7 separate regions of the Mus musculus genome follow, and regions 1, 2, 3, 4, 5 and 7 are each linked to region 6. The links are chromatin contacts, called in public HiChIP or PLAC-seq and promoter capture Hi-C maps. All regions are on one chromosome and are shown on one strand. Each heading gives the region's core, a stretch centred on a gene start, on an enhancer-like site or on the middle of the called end of the contact. The rest is flanking DNA. Distances are from core to core; before and after follow the strand shown. Region 1 overlaps Patj (PATJ, crumbs cell polarity complex component). Region 2 overlaps Patj (PATJ, crumbs cell polarity complex component). Region 3 has its middle 120 kb from the start of Gm27521. Region 4 overlaps Patj (PATJ, crumbs cell polarity complex component). Region 5 holds the start of L1td1 (LINE-1 type transposase domain containing 1). Region 6 holds the start of Nfia (nuclear factor I/A). Region 7 has its middle 11 kb from the start of Gm34053.

Region 1 (3,069 bases), core at 22-2,521, 660 kb after region 6:
TCAAGAAATCCTTCCCCAGCCTCCGTGTGCAGGCACACCAACACAGATCGTATGTGCATGGTCTCAGACAGACAGACACACCCACACACATCACACATAGGTTTCCCAGTTGCTCTAAAATGTCATTTGTATTTTCTTTTCCTATTCCTTTTGACTCCTCCCATAAAACCCTTCCTAAACCACGTATCCCATGTGTGGTGATTCTGGCTTCTGAACGTAGACGAGCCCCTGACCCCCGCCCGGTGCTTGCTTCTTCTTTTCCTAAGGGTTAATCTTTGACACTAAAATGCCACAACCTGAATTTGATGTTTCCTTGCAGCCTTGTACTTTTTGTTTTTAAAACTTTTTATTGGTTCTTTGTGAATTTCACATTCTGTACCCCAATCTCGCTCATTTCCTGGTCCTCTCGTTCCTGTCCTCCCCCCTTGCAGTCTCCCCGAAAAGGAAAAAAAAAAATCATACTGTGGAAGCTGTGGTGTGTCACAGCGTGTCCCACAGTCTACACTTTTGTCCATACTTCTTTGCTTGTAAATGTTCATTGCAGTGAGTCACTGGCCCAACGTCAGTGTCAGCTCTCCTGTGTTGCCCTGGCAAGGGGCAGGGTCTGCTCTCCTGAATGCTGTAGCTGATAAGGGCAGAGCCAGCTCTCCTGCCTGTTGCAGGTGGTAAGAGCAAGGGGCAAGGGGGGTAGGGGAAGGAGGGCATCTTTTCCTCATCAGTGTCACCGCACAAGAGATGAGTGCCAGGGCCCTCTCTCCCGCTCTCATGCTCTGCTAACGCACAACTCTTCCTCCCAGCTCTACCGTGCTTTCTGGGTGGTGGGAGGGATCAGTTCACCTGCCCTCACATCCCTTAAGGCCAGCTATCCCATGATACCCAGGTGAGGGATCAGCCAGTCCTGCACAGCCTCAGTCATCAACAGGGCACTGAGTGGCAGCCCAGACCAGGGGTATTTACCTGGAAACAGAGCCCTGCTGCTGCAGGGCCATGGACCCAGACATGGCCCTCAGTGGTAGCACAGGCAAGGATGTCATCATGATCTTCGGTGGCATCACTGGCTACTCTTATCAGGCTTTTCCTCACTACCCTTGATTTCCTGGTTCTGTCTCCTCGCGCTCACCTCCTTCTGCTTCTCTTTCTCTTCCATTTCTCTACCATTTACATGCTCCTCTTAGTGGCACCCAGGGTGTCTCGGGGTCTGGGCTTGTCTCAGCAATGCTGTTCCCTGCCCATGCAGTGTGGCCCTGGGCTGAGGTCATCTTGGGTGTGGTCTGCCTGCCTGAGCCTTTCTGGCACAGGACTGGTGGTTGTCTCAGGCTAGCTTCCAGTCTGCCCTAGTAGTGCCAGGCTGGTGATTATCTTGGGTTCGTCCCTACCTGGACCTTGTGGCCCCAGGTGGGGGCTGTCTTCTCTCAGGTTACACCTTTTACAAAAAGCTGGAGAGATGGCTCAGTGATTAAAACTCTTGCAGCTTTTACAGAGGACCCAGCTTCGGTTTGAAGCACCCATGAAACTCGGTCGTTGAGACCACTCATAACTCTAGTTTTAAGGGATTTGATACACTCTTCTGTCCTCTGAAGTCAAAAGTCCCAAACTTGATGTATATACATGCATGAAAGCAAAAACACCTGTACACATTAAAAATGATATATTAAAATCTTAAAAATTCTTTTCAAATGATGGGATTAAAAAACAACTCTGTAAAGTGTCACGTGTGCAGCCTTTCTTCTGTTGAATTAAAAAAACAACTGTGTAAAGTGTCACGTGTGCAGCCTTTCTTCTGTTGAATTAAAAAACAACTCTGTAAAGTGTCACGTGTGCAGCCTTTCTTCTGTTGAATTAAAAAACAACTGTGTAAAGTGTGACGTGTGCAGCCTTTCTTCTGTTGAAGACACACTTAGTGGTTTGCTGGCAACTTTGCGGAATTTCACTTGCTTCAGCTAAGGAAAGGGGGCGGGGGAAGGCTCTCTCTGCACCTAGAGGAGTTCTCCCACCCCCAGTCTCTGAGCTAGCTAGGCTGTTCACACGGGCTTGATGGTCCAGCCTATTTGCATATGTGGCTTAATACCTGTCCACATCAGCAAGAACATACAGCCTTCCAGTTGTTGCTTTCTTATTTCTTTTCCTTTCTAAAGCTATAGTAAATCATCTCTCTCTGTTTTGTCGTGGTTCAACCCTTTTCACTTTCATTTTCTCTACTTCCTCTTTCTTTGACTACTGTCAAGCTATCTTTGTGATTAACTACCTCACAGAACACTTTAGTGTATTGGCATCTCATGCAGCGCAGCAGGTCCTGGGAAGGACGAATGAGAGTGAAGTCAGCCCATTTGCATGCGGCCCCACCCCCAACAGGACTAGCGATTTAAGTCACAATTTTTATTTCAGAAACTGTTGCAGAACCACCTAAAGTACCAGAACGAGCAGGATCCCCGAAACCAGAAGCTAATTTGAGTGTGGAAGCAGAGGAAATTGGAGAAAGACTGGATAATCTAAAAAACAACACTGTACAAGCCTTAGAAAAACCAGGTAGGCTCAAAGCCTTTACTTTGGAGTACTTCAACCTTATTAACAATTTCTTCTCTGTAGTTAATATGGTGTGGCATACACAGTCAGACTCAGACCTATGCAATAAAGGCAATATTATATCAAGAACTTTGTAAAGTTACAAATATTCTAACAATCAGGTAGCAGCCAACGACCCATATAAAAGCAGTTTAGATCTGATGGGTGCTCATCCTGTAGAGACACATTAGCAATTTCAGATGGGCTATTTTTCTAGGGATGTACTATCATTGTAGAGTATGAATGAGGCTCTAGGTTCAATCCTTAGTACTACCACCAATCTTAGGTTCAGTTCCTAGTATTAACACCAACCTCATACTATACCCCCCAAATTTAAATTAATTGGGGAATTTTGAATGTAATCTTAACATAAGGTTAAGATTATAAGATATTTGGTAGTAGAGCATCAAATGTATTTTTGTTTAATTGTGTTTCAAATACATATTTATTAGTATGCAATAACTACTGTCTTAGTTAGGGTTTTACTGCTGTGAACAAACACCATGA
Region 2 (2,893 bases), core at 332-2,831, 920 kb after region 6:
TTACTAGGTACCGGTTGACTAAATAAATCAAAATGAGAGAGAGGGATTGCAAAGCCTAAGAACAAGTTTGGAGATCAGAAGAAAATCTTTAAGTCAAAGAGATAATGATTAAGAGTCTCTTTATGAAGTAGTTCTTCAGGGCGCCCTCCAGAGCTTGTTGAACTAAAAGAAGAGGCTGCAGTGGTAGAAGGGTTATTAAGAGAGCGTAGAGAAGGAGCGGGACATTGGCTCACCTGAAGAGTACTCCTCGCCCTGTGAGTGAAGAGAGCAAGGGGACCAAGAGGTTAAACCAAGAAATCTAATGTCTAAACAGTAGAAGTTGTAAACAGAAACACTTGAGAGAGGGGGAGAGTTGGGGAGGGGGATTAAAGAAATTTAAAAACCTATTCATCAGTGCACATATTAAATAATAAAAGAGTAGTGCCCACCTAGGCTTTACATTTTTAAGAGAAAAGCACTTGCTAAAAAGTGCTATAAAGAGCAAGGCATTTGAGTGCCACTGGCCTTTTTTTGAAATCAGTTTTCTGAGAGAATTACTTAAGATGCTGTCGCGCTGGACAATGTGAAAATCCTGGGCAGTGGGCACAAAGCCCATCAAGTGGAGCAGGGGGAAGGGCACATTGAGAAAACCGGCTCTGAACTAAGAAGGAGAAAACAGGGAGGGTTGCTCAGTGGATAGAGTACTTGCCATGCAAACCTGACAACACACGTTCCAGCCCAGATCCCTTAGTAGAAGGAGAGTACTGACACTTGAAAGTTGTCCCCTGACTTACACACGCTAATGTAAACAATAGTAATAAAATGAAACAGAGGAAATGAGGTGGTGAGTGAGTATCTAATATGCCTAACTGCCCTGGAAGTTTGCGGTGAACTAAAAATTGTAAAGCTGATCTAATAAAAACATTAAAAAAAAGCTGGGCGTGGTGGCACACACCTTTAATCCCAGCACTCGGGAGGCAGAGGCAGGCGGATTTCTGAGTTCGAGGCCGGCCTGGTCTACAAAGTGAGTTCCAGGACAGCCAGGGCTATACAGAGAAACCCTGTCTCGAAAAACAAAACAAACAAACAAAAAAAGTACTAGCTATATACTCTGGGAAATAAATTTACACCATAATCAAGGAAACATTAACATACAGGAAGTAGCAGGCTTAGTAAGAGTAGCATTTAGGCAAAAATTAAGTCATTGACCTTTAGGAGGTTTTTTTGTTTGTTTTGTTTTGTTTTTGTTTTGTTTTGTTTTTGTTTTCAGTTGTTGTTGTTGTTTGGGGACAAGTTCCTGCTGTGTAGCCCAGGCTACCCTCAACCTCTAACATAAGCTAAGGAAACCTAGTGCAGGGGATTCCTACAGAACCATGGGCGACCACTTGCCTCATGTGTAGAGAATGAGATAAGTGACCAATAGGGAAAAACTTGTTTTCAGTCTGGCTGCTCTGGAAAGACAGAAGGAAAGGATGTCCTCAGATCACCCCTACTCTCACCCTCCCCCACCCCACCCCCCATGGAGGGGACTATAGCTCACAGCCACAGTCAGGCCAGGTCCGTCTGGTTGATCATTGTCCGAGCACTGGTCATACAGAGTCTTATCAGGATGAGGCAATCGCCCCTGCCTGCCAGGGGCAGTTCTGATCTGCTGCACAGGATGCTTATCTCTATGGACTCCAAGGAGAGAATGACACAGAAAGAAATCAGGAGGGCAACGTGGCGTTTGTCAAGATGACATCAGGCTTAGAGCATTGACTGGAGACTTGGAGGTGCCGTTCTGGAGCAGGGGATTGTCAGGGGTGTGTTGATTATGTCTCCTGCAAATCTTGAAAAAAATACCTTTGCTATTCTTCTCTGGTGCCTTCAGCCTTGAAGGGGGAGGTTGCCAGAGGAACATCCTTAAATGATTAACATGTCTACTGTACAGAGTTAAACAGGAATCTGACCCAAAGTTGAAGGTAGCAGAGGAGACGCTGGAAAATGAAGACGTCATGACAAGCTTGCCACAGTTCCTCTGCACATCCACGGGCCCTTGTTAAGTCCCTGCTTTCAGCAGCAGCAGCTTGAGCCTTCCCTTCTCTCACAGATTAAACAGATACAGCCAAACACCACGTCCGAGACGTGGGTGGCCAGGATGCTTCCGTGGAAAGATCAGCTGAGTTACAGCTTTTGTTGGCCACCCACGGATAAGACTAGGTCATTTAAAAGTTTATCAGCGAGGAGTAGCAGCTTGCTTAGGAGACTGATCACAAACCAGCCTGGACTGTAGAGCTCCAGGCCAACCCAGGCTGCATAGTCTGTCCACCTGGTTTCAAAACCCAATTAATTAATTTAGCTAAACAACAAATAGAAGTAAAATTATGCTATTTAGGAATATGGAAACAAATACTGAGAGAAATTGCTAAAGAATTTGTCAGAGAGAAGGAAGGATGGAGGAGCAGACTTTAAAGTGCTGACTGGCGATTCTTACTTAGCCATCTATTTGGTCCGTCTATGCGTGCATGCGTGGTGGTCAGAGGACAGCTTAGAGCAGTCATTAATAGTCAGTCCCAGGGATTGAACTCAGGTGGTCAGAGTTGGTGGCAACCTTCATTCACTGAGCTGCCTAACCAGCCCCAATTTTTACTTTTTGTGGAGAGGAGTTGGGGAAACAGGTTCTCTCAATGAAGTCCTGGCTGTATTGTAACTCACTATATAGACCAGGCTGGCCTCTGACTCTGAGGTCCTCCTGCCTCTGCCTCCTAAATGCTGAGATTAAAGGCCTGTTCGGCCTGTGCCACCATGTGCAGCCCAGTATTGGCTTTCAAAACTAGGAAACATACATGGGAGGAAAAAAAGAGGGGTTTCTTGTTGTGGTGGTGTTTTTTTTTTCTTTTTGTTTTTTGTTGTTGTTGTTATTGTTGGTTGATTG
Region 3 (2,966 bases), core at 292-2,791, 740 kb before region 6:
TACAGGAAAGAAAAGTAGCACGATGTGCCATCTGTCTGAGCTACTTTTCTATGGAATGCACCTCCCCATACCTATGCACCCACTGCCTGTGGGAGCTGAGCCATTCATCATGACCATAAGCTTCTAGGACACCTTGGCCCGTCAGCTTCCTGGTCATGGCAATGTGTTTCACAATGTAGGTATTAAATAATTAATAACCAATAATCATATGGTAACATGTGCTGACAGGTATAGTAATAACCTAAGAAGAATTCACATATGAATGGTGGGTATTAGTTAAGAGAAAGCCACAATATTCTGCTGTCTGTATAATATGATCAGTGTGCACACAAATACTATAAAATGACCTGAAAAAGCCAAAGCCTTACTTTGAAAATAACAAGAGGCTGGGCATGGCTTTCTTCAGTACTGCTGTTTAGATAGAGCCATAGAAATCCATTCTAAAACAATACAATGTTAAACAATCTTGATTAAATAATGTGGCATAGTTACCCCCCTTATTATATATTCTTTATATTTGAAAACCAAGGAAAAATAAAGAAAGGAAGGAAGGAAGGAAGGAAGGAAGGAAGGAAGGAAGGAAGGAAAAGAAAGAAAGAAAGAAAGAAAGAAAGAAAGAAAGAAAGAAAGAAAGAAAATAAGGAAGGAAGGAAGGAAAAAGGAAGGAATGAAGGAAGAAAGGAAGAAAGAAAGAGAGAGAGAGAGAGAAAGAAAGAAAGAAAGAAAGAAAGAAAGAAAGAAAGAAAGAAAGAAAGAAAGAAAGAGAGAAAGAAAGAAAGAAAAATACATCTTCAGGTCCCCACTCTCACATTACTGTGAGCCCTAGCCACAGATAGCACACAAAGTAAAAATCCTCTGTTTTGGCTTCTTTTTTACTGCCTGAAGCTCTTGACACCTATCCATCACTGGCTCTGGCCACTCAGCTTTGATCCATGTGGTCATAAGCTTCTTGGATTCCTTGCTCCTTCAGTCTCATGGTCATACCATATTTTGCATAGGTGGGTATTCAATAATCATTTGGCTAACTGTATTGAAAGGAATGGAGTTTAATGAATAATATTTATATAATTTATATGGGAAAGGGATTTAAACAAAACAAAATAAGGGTATTACCCAGAATACCCAGTCACTTATGGTCTACAATGGTAGTAAGAAGGTAACATTGAAGTTCTTATCTGGGAAAAACTAATGGGCTAAGAAGAATAAAGACATATACATGATGTGCATGCATCATGTACACATAAATATATATGAATAAGATGGATTGCTTGATGAATACAGTTGCACTGAGTCAATTGTATAAGCGCTTTTGCATACGAAAAAAGTAAAATAGTAGGAACAGACTTTCAGTAAAACAAATATGTGTTAGTCCACAGCATATAATTGTTCCATCATGTAATCCAGGCATACTTAATCTGGTTCTTACAAAGTTCTCACATGCTCTCCAACAATAGGGTTTTTTTTTTTCTAGCACAATGAGAAACATGTGATGATCTCACTGTTTTCTGTCTATGATCTCCACATCTCCACCCTGAGCTCCATGCAGCCCAGGCTTTTTTCCTCAGCTGGCAGGCACAAACCCCAGATGCCAGGCTGTAGAGGATATGTATTTGCTGCATCTGGTTTCTTAGCAGATTCGACAAGCCTCTGTGCTGGCAGCTGAAGAAATGCCTTTGGGCTGATCACATGGTGAAAACTCCCAACTGGCTGGAACAATCAGCAACTGTGATTCAGCTGGACACTGGACGGTTGATTTTGCCCATCCTCTGATGTCTTGGATAAGTGATTAGTGGCTTTTGTCTTGAAAAGTATGCTCCCAAATGACAGTCCAGACCAAGAACTAGCCTGTACTCTCACCTCTTATAATCTTATAAGTTGTACACAACTGAATTTTGTTTCCTTCATCAATGAGAATTTTCCCAGAAACATGGACTACAGAATGTCTTTCACATAGGATGCCTGTCACAGCAGCACTTTACATTTGGAAGGAAAATTAAGTCAGTTAGTAAAGCTCCCTAAATTTTCTGATGAAAAAAAAAAAAAGCAGGCTTTGAAAAGGGAGAGGATTTTGATCAGATACATAGAAAGCAGAACAAAGCAAAGCCCACTGGCACGAATGCTGCAAATGAGCACATATAGAATGAAAGATGAAGAGCAGAAAAAAATTGCACCTGAGGATGAAAAACCACAGCCAAGTGGTTTTGTGTATTCTCTGTATCAGGAGAGGCACCCTGTGGACAAGAAGACAAGTAAAACAAATATCCTGTGCAAGTTACACTAATGGGGGCCACCTATTCTCAAGGCCTGAACTCTTACAATATAAAATTCTGTAATTCCACTCAGAATTTATTAATATGTGACAGTTTAAATAAGATAATCCATTCTGTATGCAACAAGATTATGGATTTTAGAAACAAATGTTGAGAGCTTGTCATATTAACACATACCGTGCTTTATAAGGAGTGGTTATCATAACTTAGAAGGTGAAATTGCCAATAAAGCAGGAGTGTAAGAGCAGGGTCACAGAGTGAGTTTTCTGACTGTGTTCCTGGTGGGAATCATGTAATCAGCCAGGGAGGATGTCCTGACACACATAAGTGCATCCACAGCTGCCACAATTGTACCAATTCCCTCAGCTGCAGTGAACAGCCATTTCCAGCAGGGGACATCCACAGCTCAGACAAGAGAATCTTGTCCAGCCCAGAAATGATGAATGGAGATGATCCAGCACTTAGATATGAGCCAAAAACCAGCCAGGACGACACTCATCCCATAGAAACCAAAGTTCTGGAAAGAAGACCTTCCAGAACTCTTGAACTGTGAGCAGCTACGAATGCCAGTAAATCTGAGTTTCTCTTACTTTATTTACAAGCTGAGGCTGGACAAAGACATTGAACCTTGCTAAAGGAGTGGGAATGGGGGTATGACACATTCTCTTGAGCCTGTGACAGATCAAGGTAACCAGG
Region 4 (2,756 bases), core at 215-2,714, 730 kb after region 6:
CCACCCCCACCCCAGGATTTAAGTCTTAATTTCAAAGGCTCTGTCCCATTTAATATTAATCTTGGGTTTTATTACCACATATTAATTATACAGAATGAGTTTTATTATGATTTCCCCCATCAGATATATGATGTCTTTCGGGTGCATTCACCTCCATTAACGCCCTTGTTCCTTCTCACTCCGTTGACCCTCTTCCTCTTTCTACTTTCATGTCATCTTTTCACCAGTGACTGAGTGACATTCATTGGGATTTCTTATAGAAGCACGGGTGGGGCATTCTTTATGGGTGCATAAACAACTTGTTTGTGACTACATTACTGAAGAAAATAGCATTCCCTCTCCCAGAAACCATGTATAGATTCTCAGAGAAGAGTTGGGGGACACCATTCAACTTTACAAGGCAGGAGGTAGTTTTTATTAAACATATCATTTGGGGACTGCTGTTAAAGTCATGTGTTGTGAACTTGTCTTCAGTCAGAAACCATTTATAAGCACACATCAGGAAATGCTGTGACAGACATGCCTAGATTTGTTGGTTGCTCATCGTGCCAAGCTAAGAAGATACTGATGTGGGCTGGTAGATATCTCAGCAGCATGTGTGCTGAGTTGATAAAATTCTGATTTTCATTTTCCTCTTGAGAGCTTTGCTTAGCAAACAAGAGACCCTATGTGAACACTGACTGGGCTCCTTTCTACTAAGCTTCTCCAAGCCTCTCTTTCCTCAGTTGGAAAGTCAAAGACTAGATCTGAGAGTTTGGGAATCCCTTTCAAATCTGCAGCTCACAAGAACACCCCATGAGCAACAACCCATCTTATGTTTATAGAACAATTAATTTTAAAATCATTTATTGGTAGCCTGCGTGTAACAGGCGGTTAATCTAAAATAATGATGTCGGAAGTGACAAAGTAGCAGGAAAGCACACAGTGGTTTCATCACCAACAGAAACAACAGCAAAAAAAAAAAAAAAAAAAAAAACCCACACGAGCAAAATGTTGTTTCTTTAAATACTCAATTTCACAGAGTGTGAGAACAAACTTGTAAATGAACATCCCAAGATTCCAGGAAGAGGGCTGGAGAGATGGCTCAGTGGTTAAGAGCACTGACTGCTCTTCCAGAGGTCCCGAGTTCAATTCCCAGCAACCACATGGTGGCTCACAACCATCTGTAATGGGATCTAACACCCTCTTCTGAAGCTACAGTGTAATCATACACATAAAATAAGAATAAATAGATAAAGATTCCAGGAAGAAACAACCCCGTTTCTATCTTACTGCTCACTCTGGATGGGTTTCTGTTGGTGTACCCATTTTCAGTCCAGCCCTCACTGTACACTAAGGCTACGTTAGCCTTGTCACTAATGGGCTCAGTAGTATGTGTCAGGTGGGAAGGCCACAGCCTGCTTGGGTGTGCCTGCTCAGCACAGCAGCAAACTTGGTTTTGTTTTGTTTCTGTTTGCTGTGTTATGCAACCACCGTCCTCTCTGACCGAGTTCTTGCTTTTTCTCCAGGCTGTTCCCTTACACCTCACTATGTATAAAGGTTTGAAAAATTTCCCCATTCCTCTTCTGTAAGCATTAACTTCCATTTATCCAGGGGCCTTTTTATTATTATTTTTTTAAACCTCCCTGTTTTCGTAACCCCTGTGCCCATTACAGCCATTGCTTAACGACTTCGTGGGCCTCCAGGACATGATTTGTTTTATGGGCTGTTGGGTGCTGTGAGCCCAGGGTGAACAGCTCTATAAAGTATGTGCCAAACACTGTGAGGGGAAAGAAATGGGTATTTGTGTGCTGGCAACAGGCCCGAGAGGAGGCAGTGGGCAGCAGGCCTGGGCAACAGGCAGGAGAAGGTGTAATGACCTTCGTGAACTTGCACGGCACAGCACAGCAGTGGACTGTGGGAAGTTGCTTGGCAAGTGGATCCTTTGTTGTGCTTACAGCCGCTGCTTGGGTCCTGCTCCCCTCTGCCTTCCCATGCATTTAGTGGAGGTGCACAGGCAACCCCTGGAGCTGTCTGGCCTGCTTTGACTAGCACCTAGGGATGGGGGCCCAGCAGTTGGCAGTGAAAGTGACTGGAGATGGGAAAGGCAGCTGAGCATGATAATTCTATTCACCGTGTCTCTGCCACATTGCCACTTGATTGGACCTGTTTCTGTGGTTTCTGGTCAAGACCAGAAGCAAAAGGAGTGGTCATTTAGTAGGCATTTAGTTGATCACAGTGAAGCATGGGTGGCAGTCACAGGAAAAGATGGAGCAGATTGCTTGTGGCTGACTGGTCAGTTCCAATTTTCTGGAGAGTCAAGTCTCTAAAACAAGATAAAGACACAGACTTGAGGAAGGCCTTTGGTGTAAAATCCCTCATGTTCTTAAAAACACGAGGGCAGACTAGCTGAGTGTTTATATCGAGTCTCTGAATATAATACACTGTAGTGATGAATCAGATGGTGTTACTGTAGGTACAGGCCTCTAGAAAGGGTCACAGCCTCCTCGGTGTGCCTTACTTATTCTTTTATCAAGCAGACAGAAAGAGGACACGGGCAGCATGTTTTATACATGTCTTTTGGACCATCTTACGCATTCTAGGAAACTGGAGGAGGGGAAGGAGGGGGCCAGAGTTCCCTGTGTTGGGTTAGAGAGCAGGTATCCAAAGCAGTCCTGAGAGTCTGGAATCGAGAGGTCTTCATTAGATAAAAGCATCAGGAGGCTGAGGCACAGGTGAAGCGAGAGAGAACTTAGACCGCATGCCTGAGGTGGGCC
Region 5 (2,830 bases), core at 78-2,577, 950 kb after region 6:
GCAATTGAACACATTTGGCTCCTGATCATTGGGAATTAGGAACCGGGTGAATGAAACAAAGCCTAGGGTGCAGCCTCAATCCCAGCTCGTGGTTGGCTAAAACGGCCTGGAGTCTGAGGTCAATCTCAGCTACACAGGAAGTGTAAGGAGAGCTTGGGCTGAGTAGCAAGGCATTATCTCCACTAGGTGGGGGTAAGGAGGACAGAGGACTATCAAAGAGCTTTGTGGTTGGAGACAGTGTGTCTTCTTTAGGACAGTTAAAAGTTCACTTATGGGCTGGAGAGATGACTCAGCGGTTAAGAGCACTGCCTGCTCTTCCAGAGTTTCTAAGTTCAAATCCCAGCAACCACATGGTGGCTCACAAAAATCTGTAATGAGATCAGATGCCCTCTTCTGGTGTGTGTCTGAACACAGCTATGGTGTACTTGAAAGAAAGAAAGAAAGAAAGAAAGAAAGAAAGAAAGAAAGAAAGAAAGAAAGAAAGAAAGAAAGAAAGAAAGAAAGAAAGATAGTTCACTTACACGAACTTTAAATGAGGCCACTTAAAGATCTTTGGTTTTGTTTTTAAAGAGAAGTCTCACTACAATGCCCAAAGGAACCCCAGTTGCTATGCACAAAGGGGTACTCCTGCCTTCAGGGTAGCTGGAGGTCTATAGGTGCTGCCACCATCCCCGGAGGAGTTAATCTTTGACCTGAGACCTAGGGATGGAACAAAGTCAGCTTTGAAAGAAGTGCGAAAGTACGGATTGGTGGTGCAATTCAGTTGGAAAACCTTGCAAACACAAGGTTTGTCCCTAGCACAATCCCCTCGCCCCTCCTCGAGCCCGCCCCCCCCCCCCAACTCGGCTCACTCCACTATCTAGGGAGGTGGAGGCCAAAAGATAAGGAGTTTGGAGTTAGCTACATGTAGAATTACAAGTTGAGAAGATTTTTCTCAAAACAAGACCTGGGAAAAGAAGTTACATAGAGAAAGCTAGTGCAAAGGCCCTGGAGAGTGAGAAAGGTTCTGAGAGGTGTCGGAAGGTCGGCTACATCATCAACTGGCTTCAAGAAAGGCGTGACACCGAGGTTCTGTCCCTGAAGTCAGGACAGGGGTGCTGGCTAGCGTGAGGCCAGAGAGCAGCGTTTGGGCGATTTTTATTTTATTTCATTTTTTGATTTGCGCCCTAACTGGCTCCTAGCGAGTATGGCTTCTGGGCGTGGGCCACCACGCCTTGCGGGCTCAGGCCCCCACTGAGTTTTGGGAGGGGGCTAAGGAAGCGGGTGGCGAGGGGGTTGGGCCTAGAAACCTGCAAACTTCGCCTAGGGAAGGGAGGAGTCTGCATGAGACCCAGCGAGTCTCTCCTGCGGTCAGACGCCCAGCCCTGCTTTTGTCAGCGTGTGTGACCTCAGGGCTGCACCTCGTGGCTCTCAGGTAAGGCTGCTCAGGGTTAAGCCCCAGATGTCCCCGTGTTTCTCACCCTGCTCTGCCTGGCCGGCCCTGGGGTGGGCAGTGAGAATTGCTCCTGCACCCGGAGAGTGCCGTGACAGTGGGGGACAATGAGACAGCGGGGCGGCAGCTGCGCGAAGGCGGAGGTGAGCTAGAGCGGCTGCTAAGAGCCTGGGGGACCCCGGCTTTCAGCCCCTTCCCAGCCTCCACCCTCAAACGCTTTCCTCTGTCTTTGACTGGGAAGGAGTTTCCATCAGTTTCTTAACAAAGTTTGCTAGAAAACCGGGCATTAAAGGTGTCTGTTGAATCCTGACACACAGGGCAGAAGCCACCGTCCTCGGGCCCTCTCTTTGCCACCTTGAATTTGGATCCGGGGTGTTCGATCCCTTTTTGCCGCCTTCTCCTTACGCCCACCCCAGTGTCCTTGTTGATAACTTGCAGATACTATTTAAGCACATTTGAGAACGTTTACTGGTCATAGGCGTGTGGGTTTCTACGTAAGTCATAACTTGACTTCTGGGCTACGCACTTAATTCCAGGCGCTGTGAAACGCGTGGACAGACCAATCCCGACCTGAGGAGAGCTGGTTCCTTCCTGGGGAAGGCGCAGATTTGGGTAAGCTGCAGAGTGTGCTCGCAGGGCACGGAGAAGGTCCCTCTGGAATGTGACAAGTGTCTTGGATTGAAGTGAGAGTGGGTGTTGCGTGTAATTTAGGGAGGGTTCTTAACCTAGTGTCGGGATGTTTGAGAGCGTTGACCCCCCCCCCCCTAGAATCGTTTAAATCCCCGAGTTTGAAGCATAAAATGAGTCGGGCCTTGAACCTAGTGCTAGGAGACCGAGGTAGGTGCATCACTTGAGTTCGATGCCAGCCTGTACTACATACTGAAGTCCAGGACAGCAAGGGCCATATAGAGACCCCGACTCAAGTAGACAGGTAAATAAAAAAATAAGCACAAACATAGGTCCTTTGAGGTCTGAGGCAAAAAGGCACCATTGAATGCTCTCTTGAACTGTTTTAGTGAAACCCTGTCTCAAAACGTTGAACAAGTATGTGAGCTTTTTTTTCTCTTCCCATCCAATATCCTATATAGTCTGATGCTTATCCCTAAGCTTTCTGGTAAGGTGCATAACTGAGCCAACTGCTGAGACCACATTCCACCGCAGCTTGATTTGCATTTTAAATAGTTTAGTGGCGGGGTGCTTCCTCGTCGTCTCTACCTTTGGAAACAGCGGATATTTTAGCAGTGCGCCACCAACTCACGCCTGGGGGGTGGGGGTGGGGGGAAGGACGTGACTTCCTGACTCTGGGAGAAGGAGGAGTGCCTTCTTGGATTTGCATTTCCTTGGCCTTTGCCTAGCTCCTCTTGTCAATTGTCTGTCCTCTTTTCAAATGTTTATTAT
Region 6 (2,731 bases), core at 32-2,531:
AGAGAGTCTAGAGAGAAAGTGTTGAGTTTTTTTTTTTTTAAGGAAGAAAGAAAGAAAGAAAGAAAGAAAGAGAGAAAGAAAGAGAGAAAGAAAGAAAGAAAAGAAAGAGGGAAGGAAGGAGGGAAGGACAGAAGAAAAAGAAAGCTGGAAGAGCAGGCTTGTTGGCAATGTGCCAAACCCTAAAACCACCCCCCCCCCTTCTGCCAAAACAATACTTTAGCAAACCTAAAATAATTGCAGGAAGCTCTTTTCCATCTTGAGAACTATTACCTGGGGAAGGGAAAAGTTGGGATCCACAAAGACGCACCCTTGAAGAGTGTGTCTGGGGAACAGGGACTCAGATGTTAGTCCTGGGCTCCCATTTGGGGATACAAACATATCTCTTTCCTAAGGGGGCAACCCTTTCACAGTTTTCCTTCTCAGTATACAGAAAAATGTCCCAGCTAAACCACTGTTGTTTCTGACGTGACAGAACTTTTTTGGGCGTTTGTGTTTAAACCCACCAGCTCCTGGGTTCTGGGAGAGAAGAGCGTTCGCTCATGACTCTCCTCCTTGCTTTCTCCAGACACCTCCTCCCCCGCAATCTGGGGAATCTTTGGGGTGATCTTCCTATCCCCCCCACCCCCAGATTCTGACTGCTATAGAGTCGTAGCTGAAAAGTTAGCAGGCTTTTGTGCATATTACCTCTCCCGACGATACTATTCCCATAGAAAGCTTCGCAGGAGAGATTACAATGCTTTTGAGCTTTACCGCATTTCAGAGGAAGGGAGGAAAAGTTACCTAGAAGGTCTGATTTTTTACAAGAAATTTGCATACATGCAAATGTAACGCGCGCCCTTCTCTGGGGTTCCTAGGGAGCCCAACCCGCGGCCCACGGGGGTGCGGGGCGCCCCGACAAAGTTGCCCCAATCCTCTCCCGACGTCCGCGGAGGGCTGCGGCGCGGGTGGGGGGATGGGGAGGAGGAAAAGTAGTTTTGTTTGCTTAAGCACATCCTGTGGCAGCCTATAGCCGCCCGGAGGACACGCTGAAAAAACCGCTCCGCGCCGCGTTCCCGGGGACCGCGCCGAGCGGGGCGGGGGGCGGGGGGCCGCGGGAGGCAGCGAGCGCGGAGCGAGCGGCGGGCGGGCGGGCGGCCCTGCAGGCTGGGGACCGGTGTCAGCGCCGCAGCCGCCCCTCCCCCACCCGGCTCCCCCCCACCCCGCCCCCCCACCCCCACCCCACCCCACCCCCACACCCCCGCGGCGGCGGCGCGAGCGGGCGGCGGCCGTGCGGTGCGGTGCAGAACGCGGCGCAGGCGGGCGCGCGGGCAGCTCGCGGGCACCCGGCCGGCCGGCGCGGGAGCGGGAAAGGGTGCGCTATGCCTTTAACGCCCGCGTACAGTAGACAGTATAGTGGAGTGTAGGGAAACTCTAGGCGGGGTTAAAGTTCAGCGCGTGGAGCGGCAAGAGCGCTGGCTGCTGCAGTTGAGCCGAGTTGGAAATGTGAACGCAAGAAGCAGGCTTGATTTTTTATTCCTCCCCCCCTCCTAGCTCTCTCCTCCTCTCTCTCCCTCTCGCACCCACACTCACGCACACCTCCAGCCCGCACACAGACGTGCACGCACCCCCCGCCGCCCGGCAGTTATGTATTCTCCGCTCTGTCTCACCCAGGTAAGCAGCTGCGGGGGCGCGGGGCGGCCGTGTGCCTCGGCGGGAGCCGTGTCTGCGCGTGTTTCTGTGTGTGCGCGCGCGTGTGCGGGGGGGGGGGCTGCAGCTTTAAGAAAGTAACTTTGTTTCCATGCGGGTGCATTCCTCCTGCTCGGCCATTTGTGTGGGCACATGGCTAATGGCGCCCTCTTATTAATGCGTTAATTAATATCGGGGCGCCGGACTGCGGAGCTCCGCCGGGGCTTGCGGGCGCCCCGCACGTGTGTCCGCGGCTGCAGCCCCTGACACGCTGCAATCTGGACTCTGGCGGCTGCGGCGCGGAGCGCGGTGCCCGCGATTCCTCCGCTCCAGGGAGGGGCGGCTGAGCCCCGCAAGCCCCGCACGCCGGCTGCACCCGGGGCGCCCTGGCTGCCGGGGTCCTCCCGCGCCGCCGCGCCCCCCGCCGACGCCCCGAACTCTTACTTTTGTTTTGTGCCAGCTTTGCGGGCCGGCCCGGGCAGCGCCCCTCGGACGCGGCGGGCGGGCAGTGCTAGCCTTAGTCCGTGGGCTGCGGAGACGCACTCCCCGCGCCGGCCCGGGACCTTGCTGTCCTTGCCTCCTGCCCGCGACCCCCAGGCGAAAGTTTCGGGGTCTGGCGAGCCCACGCCGCGGAGGCCACAGAGCCGCCAAGGCCGCGGGTCGGGCCGGGCTGGGCCGCTGCGGGCGGAGTGGGACTCCGGCTCGAGGGCGAGCGGCGGCCAGGGCCCGAGTCGGCTGCCCCGCCGCCGCCGCCGCCTAGGCAAGCCCCGGGCGGCTCAGCCAGCAGGACCCGGCAACTTTCCCTGCAGCCCCACTCGCGGCGTGGGGCCTGGTGCCCCTCCGCCTGCCCCTCCTGCCCGAGCCTCCCAGCCCATCCCTCCCGGTCGAGTCTGCACCAGCAGCAAGGAAACACTGCTATTTTGCGGCTCCGGATCTGGTCCCGTTTGAATATATTATTTATTTTCTCTGACTAAAAGGCATAAAGTCAGAGTGATTTGCGCTAATTTTTCTCTTTAAGTACGAGTCTTTATATGGCTTTAAAACATTGCACCCTGGCCAGTAATCA
Region 7 (3,073 bases), core at 100-2,599, 980 kb before region 6:
CTCAGTTTTGTCTTACTATACATTTACCTAAAATCAGTTCAGGCTGGTTGGCTTTGGATGCATTGGGAATATATTGGAGAAGAAACTGTCTAAGTTTGAATTTTAGTAGGGGAGAAAAAGCCAAAAAGCCTATTATATTTTTCAGAGATGAGTGCACTTATAGCCTAGTGGAGGTAGGGCACAAGGTTATTAGGTGAATTGTTAGAAAAGGGGTATGTGTGTAGAATGCAGGCAGGTAAAGGAGTTTGGTTATTGAGTGCATGCTTAGAAGATGGGGTGTGCATAGCCCAGTTGAAACAGAGTTCCATGAACTATGCCCATGCTCTATGCCTACCTTCTTCATTCCCTTTTTTCACCTATTTAACACACACACACACACACACACATGTGTATGTATGTATGTATATGTGCATACATAACATACATATATACATGTATTCTGCCAGTTGCTAGTACATGCAAAGAAAATATACCTTGTCTAGTTCAGAAGAAGTGGAAGAGGCGATTAGAGTGTGATTATAACCTGAGATTTACATATACCTTCAGAACTAAACTGACATGTAACACTTAGGGTATTAATTCAGAAGAGGGTTTATTTTTTTTCCTCCGTGGGTGGAGAAAAGTTGCAGAAGGAAAAGAACAAAGTTGCTTTGTATGACTGGGACTAAAGCTAAAGTAAGAAAAAATTGTTTATTTAAAATCTCAGTCTCAGGCACCCTACTCTATATATTGCTGGGGAGTAATTATGGAAAATATGTCCGAGTCTGTGAAATACAGTAACACATGAAACACTTGCTTAGACAGCAGGTGATTGTCACTCAACAGAGAAGTGATGGGAGATCGTCTACATTGGCATGAACCCTAGTGTGGCTTCCATGCTCTGAAGGTCAAAAGAAAGGCAGCTCTATGGTCATCTCCCAAGAGAGATGTACTTTAAGCTCTTTGGACAACAGCATCCTTAAGAGGTAACTAATATTCTCCTTGATAGCCTGCTCATCTGAGACTGGCAAGACAGTACTATCCTCAAGATTTTTTTCTTGATATTCTCAAGAGAGAAAAATAAAATCTACAAAATTAGAGAAGTGATATCTTGGTGAGAATGAGCCAGATACACAGTGGGATATTTTGGGATATATAAGATGAAATGTCTTTACTATCAGATGCATCAATTCTCATTAAGGTTCTGCTAAGAAAGCCCTCAGAAACTGGGTAAAGAAGGAAATAAAGATGCATAGTTGTCTCTGTTGTCTGGGTGAGTCCTTTTTATTTCCGTTAAGACAGTACTGGCATTCTTCATTTTAATGGACTGTCCAGAGGACTGCAGGCCATTTAGAATTCCTAGCACCTAGGAACTAGCATGCAGAAGTGTGAAGCATTTGTTGTAGTATTTCAAATACTGATCAAAGGACTCTCACTGAGTATTGCTGTGTTGGCTGAGGGCCAATGTTTCTATGGGGACTCATGTAGCTTCTGCATAACAGACCTTTTCTATTTGTGTGCCCAGCACATGTGACTGAGTGTTTCTTTTTCTTTGGTGCTTAGTGCCCTTGGCATCTCCCAGGCAGGAGACCCACTTAACAACCCTATTATTCTTGCTAGGACAATCAGACTCCCTAAGATAATTTCTGTATTCACTTGAGTGATTGGACTTTGCTCTTTAATACCACCAATGTCTTGGTCCCTGCTCAATAAATAATAAAGATCACATTTCTGATCTTCCTAAAACTGAGTTCATGCCAGGGGTATGGTCAAGTCTAAAGAACAGACTTCTTTGAGATTTGGTTTTAGTGAACAGCTTCTTAGCTCAGAGAAGCAAGAATTTGCAGAATAAAATACCAAAGGTAGGTGTTTTCTTTAAGATTGTGCCATTGTCCCCTCGTCCAGACAAGGTCAGATATGTGTTCAATATGGATATTACTTTTCATGTTACTGTGAAAAAAAAAAAGCCAAACTGAAGCAACTTAAGGGAAGAAGAAAGGTTTTATTTTGGCTATCAGTTTGAGGATAGTATCTTCTATGATACACATAGTGTCATGGCCACAAGAGTTGAGGCAGATGGCCCCATTTCATCAGCAGCCTGGAAAGAGATGTGAATGCAGGTCATAGTGGTGTTTTGCCTTGTTATTCAGTGCAGATGTCTAGCCTCTCATCTCAAATAGCTGACACTAGAAACTCCCTCATAGAAATGTCCATCAGTTTATCTGTAATGTGATTGTAGATTCTCTTATATGGACAGTCAATGCCACATATCCTTATCATACCACATATCCTTATAAGCATTAAGTGCTCTCTCCCGCTGGGGGACTATGACTATGCCGTGGGTAGAAAAGGATATGAGAGTGGGACAGTTTTTCTCCACAATGTGACAAACAAGTATAGGCTAAAGACAAAAACTGTTGCCCCTTTAATGCATTGTATATGGCTTCATTGACTGTCATAATTGATTATTTTCTATTTTATCATAAACTTAAGTCAAGTGATCTTGGAAAAATGGGGATCTTACCTAGGCTATCCTGTTGGTACATTGCAGAGCCTAAATTTGAACTCGACTTGGCTTCAGTCTAAGTGCATTGTGTATATTACTGCATATAAGTATTCTTGTATATTTCCTTATGTATACATATGCATACATATAGGTATGAATATTTGATATATTACATATAAATATTAATATATGTCCATGAATGAATATAGACACCTAGATGGAGCATTTAGTTTTCATTTTCCTCCAAGTTTTGTCTCTTTGCATTGGAGATTCAGATAACATCACATCACAAACTCTTTAATAAGATATCAGGTGCTTAATTCCAAATACACATTTCATGTACCATTTAACATTTGTTTATATTATATTAACAGGGATGCCCTAGCAATGTTCCACAAACCATGTGGCATAAACAAAAATTTTTGTTTCAGTTTTTGAATCTTGAAGTCAAAATTCAAGGTATGGATTTGATTTTTCATTCTGCATCCTACACATAGACACATTCTCATTGTGTGCTCACGTTCCTGGAGTATCTCAGTTTAAACACTCTTTTCTTAAAGAGCAGCAGTCATAATGGATGAGAATGTA

The links. Promoter capture Hi-C pulls out the DNA fragments that hold promoters and counts their contacts. HiChIP or PLAC-seq counts read pairs in DNA pulled down with a chosen protein or histone mark.
Region 1: an H3K27ac HiChIP or PLAC-seq map of double positive thymocytes shows a contact between it and region 6, with 8 times the contacts expected there. The contact joins the enhancer-like site here to the promoter of Nfia in region 6. A contact is called at or near these places in 15 of 39 promoter capture datasets (the 3T3-L1 cell line, 3T3-L1-derived adipocytes, the C10 cell line and 9 more), 1 of 15 datasets of contacts at CTCF or cohesin (the NIH/3T3 cell line), 17 of 484 Hi-C or Micro-C datasets (the 3T3-L1 cell line, the C2C12 cell line, CD4 T cells and 10 more), 21 of 115 datasets of contacts at active chromatin or transcription factors (the 230-238 cell line, CD4 single positive thymocytes, the NIH/3T3 cell line and 17 more) and 3 of 9 other capture datasets (embryonic stem cells, liver and macrophages).
Region 2: a contact with region 6 is called in an H3K27ac HiChIP or PLAC-seq map of extraembryonic endoderm stem cells, with 6 times the contacts expected there. The contact joins the enhancer-like site here to the promoter of Nfia in region 6. A contact is called at or near these places in 8 of 39 promoter capture datasets (the 3T3-L1 cell line, 3T3-L1-derived adipocytes, cranial neural crest and 5 more), 10 of 115 datasets of contacts at active chromatin or transcription factors (astrocytes, craniofacial prominence, embryonic forebrain and 7 more) and 1 of 9 other capture datasets (embryonic stem cells).
Region 3: a contact with region 6 is called in an H3K4me3 HiChIP or PLAC-seq map of neural progenitor cells, with 25 read pairs. The contact joins the enhancer-like site here to the promoter of Nfia in region 6. A contact is called at or near these places in 5 of 39 promoter capture datasets (frontonasal cranial neural crest, hippocampal neurons, liver and 2 more), 2 of 484 Hi-C or Micro-C datasets (cerebellar granule neurons and stem cell-derived neural stem cells), 8 of 115 datasets of contacts at active chromatin or transcription factors (embryonic forebrain, embryonic hindbrain, embryonic limb bud and 5 more) and 1 of 9 other capture datasets (embryonic stem cells).
Region 4: a contact with region 6 is called in an H3K4me3 HiChIP or PLAC-seq map of embryonic limb bud, with 5 times the contacts expected there. The contact joins the enhancer-like site here to the promoter of Nfia in region 6. A contact is called at or near these places in 2 of 39 promoter capture datasets (3T3-L1-derived adipocytes and liver) and 5 of 115 datasets of contacts at active chromatin or transcription factors (embryonic limb bud, embryonic stem cells, forebrain and 2 more).
Region 5: a promoter capture Hi-C map of embryonic stem cells shows a contact between it and region 6, with 3 times the contacts expected there. The contact joins the promoter of L1td1 here to the promoter of Nfia in region 6. A contact is called at or near these places in 5 of 39 promoter capture datasets (the HPC-7 cell line, cranial neural crest, embryonic stem cells and 2 more), 2 of 484 Hi-C or Micro-C datasets (both in embryonic stem cells) and 9 of 115 datasets of contacts at active chromatin or transcription factors (embryonic forebrain, embryonic midbrain, embryonic stem cells and 2 more).
Region 7: an H3K27ac HiChIP or PLAC-seq map of stem cell-derived neural progenitor cells shows a contact between it and region 6, with 6 times the contacts expected there. The contact joins the enhancer-like site here to the promoter of Nfia in region 6. A contact is called at or near these places in 1 of 39 promoter capture datasets (cranial neural crest) and 6 of 115 datasets of contacts at active chromatin or transcription factors (embryonic forebrain, embryonic hindbrain, embryonic limb bud and 3 more).

The regions. Positions count from the first base shown.
Region 1 is chr4:98,434,945-98,438,013 of GRCm38.p6, forward strand. It overlaps Patj (PATJ, crumbs cell polarity complex component), which reads left to right. Exons shown (of 44, transcript NM_172696.2): 12 at 2,386-2,526. Among named protein-coding and RNA genes, the nearest start is that of Patj, 41 kb to the left of the region's middle. Within about 2 kb of position 1,272, at least 153 of the 459 cell types and tissues checked have an H3K27ac peak or open chromatin away from gene starts, as enhancers often do. A contact at or near this core is called in the 230-238 cell line, the C2C12 cell line, CD4 single positive thymocytes and 16 more, where this site is marked.
Region 2 is chr4:98,692,095-98,694,987 of GRCm38.p6, forward strand. The region is part of intron 42 of Patj (PATJ, crumbs cell polarity complex component); the gene reads left to right. Among named protein-coding and RNA genes, the nearest start is that of Gm35137, 5.6 kb to the right of the region's middle. Within about 2 kb of position 1,582, at least 21 of the 459 cell types and tissues checked have an H3K27ac peak or open chromatin away from gene starts, as enhancers often do. A contact at or near this core is called in extraembryonic endoderm stem cells and trophoblast stem cells, where this site is marked.
Region 3 is chr4:97,035,185-97,038,150 of GRCm38.p6, forward strand. No RefSeq gene overlaps it. Among named protein-coding and RNA genes, the nearest start is that of Gm27521, 120 kb to the left of the region's middle. Within about 2 kb of position 1,542, at least 11 of the 459 cell types and tissues checked have an H3K27ac peak or open chromatin away from gene starts, as enhancers often do. A contact at or near this core is called in neural progenitor cells and stem cell-derived neural progenitor cells, where this site is marked.
Region 4 is chr4:98,507,242-98,509,997 of GRCm38.p6, forward strand. The region is part of intron 21 of Patj (PATJ, crumbs cell polarity complex component); the gene reads left to right. Among named protein-coding and RNA genes, the nearest start is that of Gm40210, 71 kb to the right of the region's middle. Within about 2 kb of position 1,465, at least 38 of the 459 cell types and tissues checked have an H3K27ac peak or open chromatin away from gene starts, as enhancers often do. A contact at or near this core is called in 3T3-L1-derived adipocytes, embryonic limb bud and liver, where this site is marked.
Region 5 is chr4:98,725,427-98,728,256 of GRCm38.p6, forward strand. L1td1 (LINE-1 type transposase domain containing 1) reads left to right here and starts at 1,328. Exons shown (of 5, transcript NM_001081202.1): 1 at 1,328-1,414; 2 at 1,969-2,044.
Region 6 is chr4:97,776,345-97,779,075 of GRCm38.p6, forward strand. It overlaps Nfia (nuclear factor I/A), which reads left to right and starts at 1,282. Exons shown (of 11, transcript NM_010905.3): 1 at 1,282-1,650. The coding sequence starts at 1,624. Gm38709 (a long non-coding RNA gene) reads right to left here and starts at 1,079. Exons shown (of 5, transcript XR_003955232.1): 1 at 685-1,079.
Region 7 is chr4:96,796,347-96,799,419 of GRCm38.p6, forward strand. No RefSeq gene overlaps it. Among named protein-coding and RNA genes, the nearest start is that of Gm34053, 11 kb to the left of the region's middle. Within about 2 kb of position 1,350, at least 16 of the 459 cell types and tissues checked have an H3K27ac peak or open chromatin away from gene starts, as enhancers often do. A contact at or near this core is called in neural progenitor cells and stem cell-derived neural progenitor cells, where this site is marked.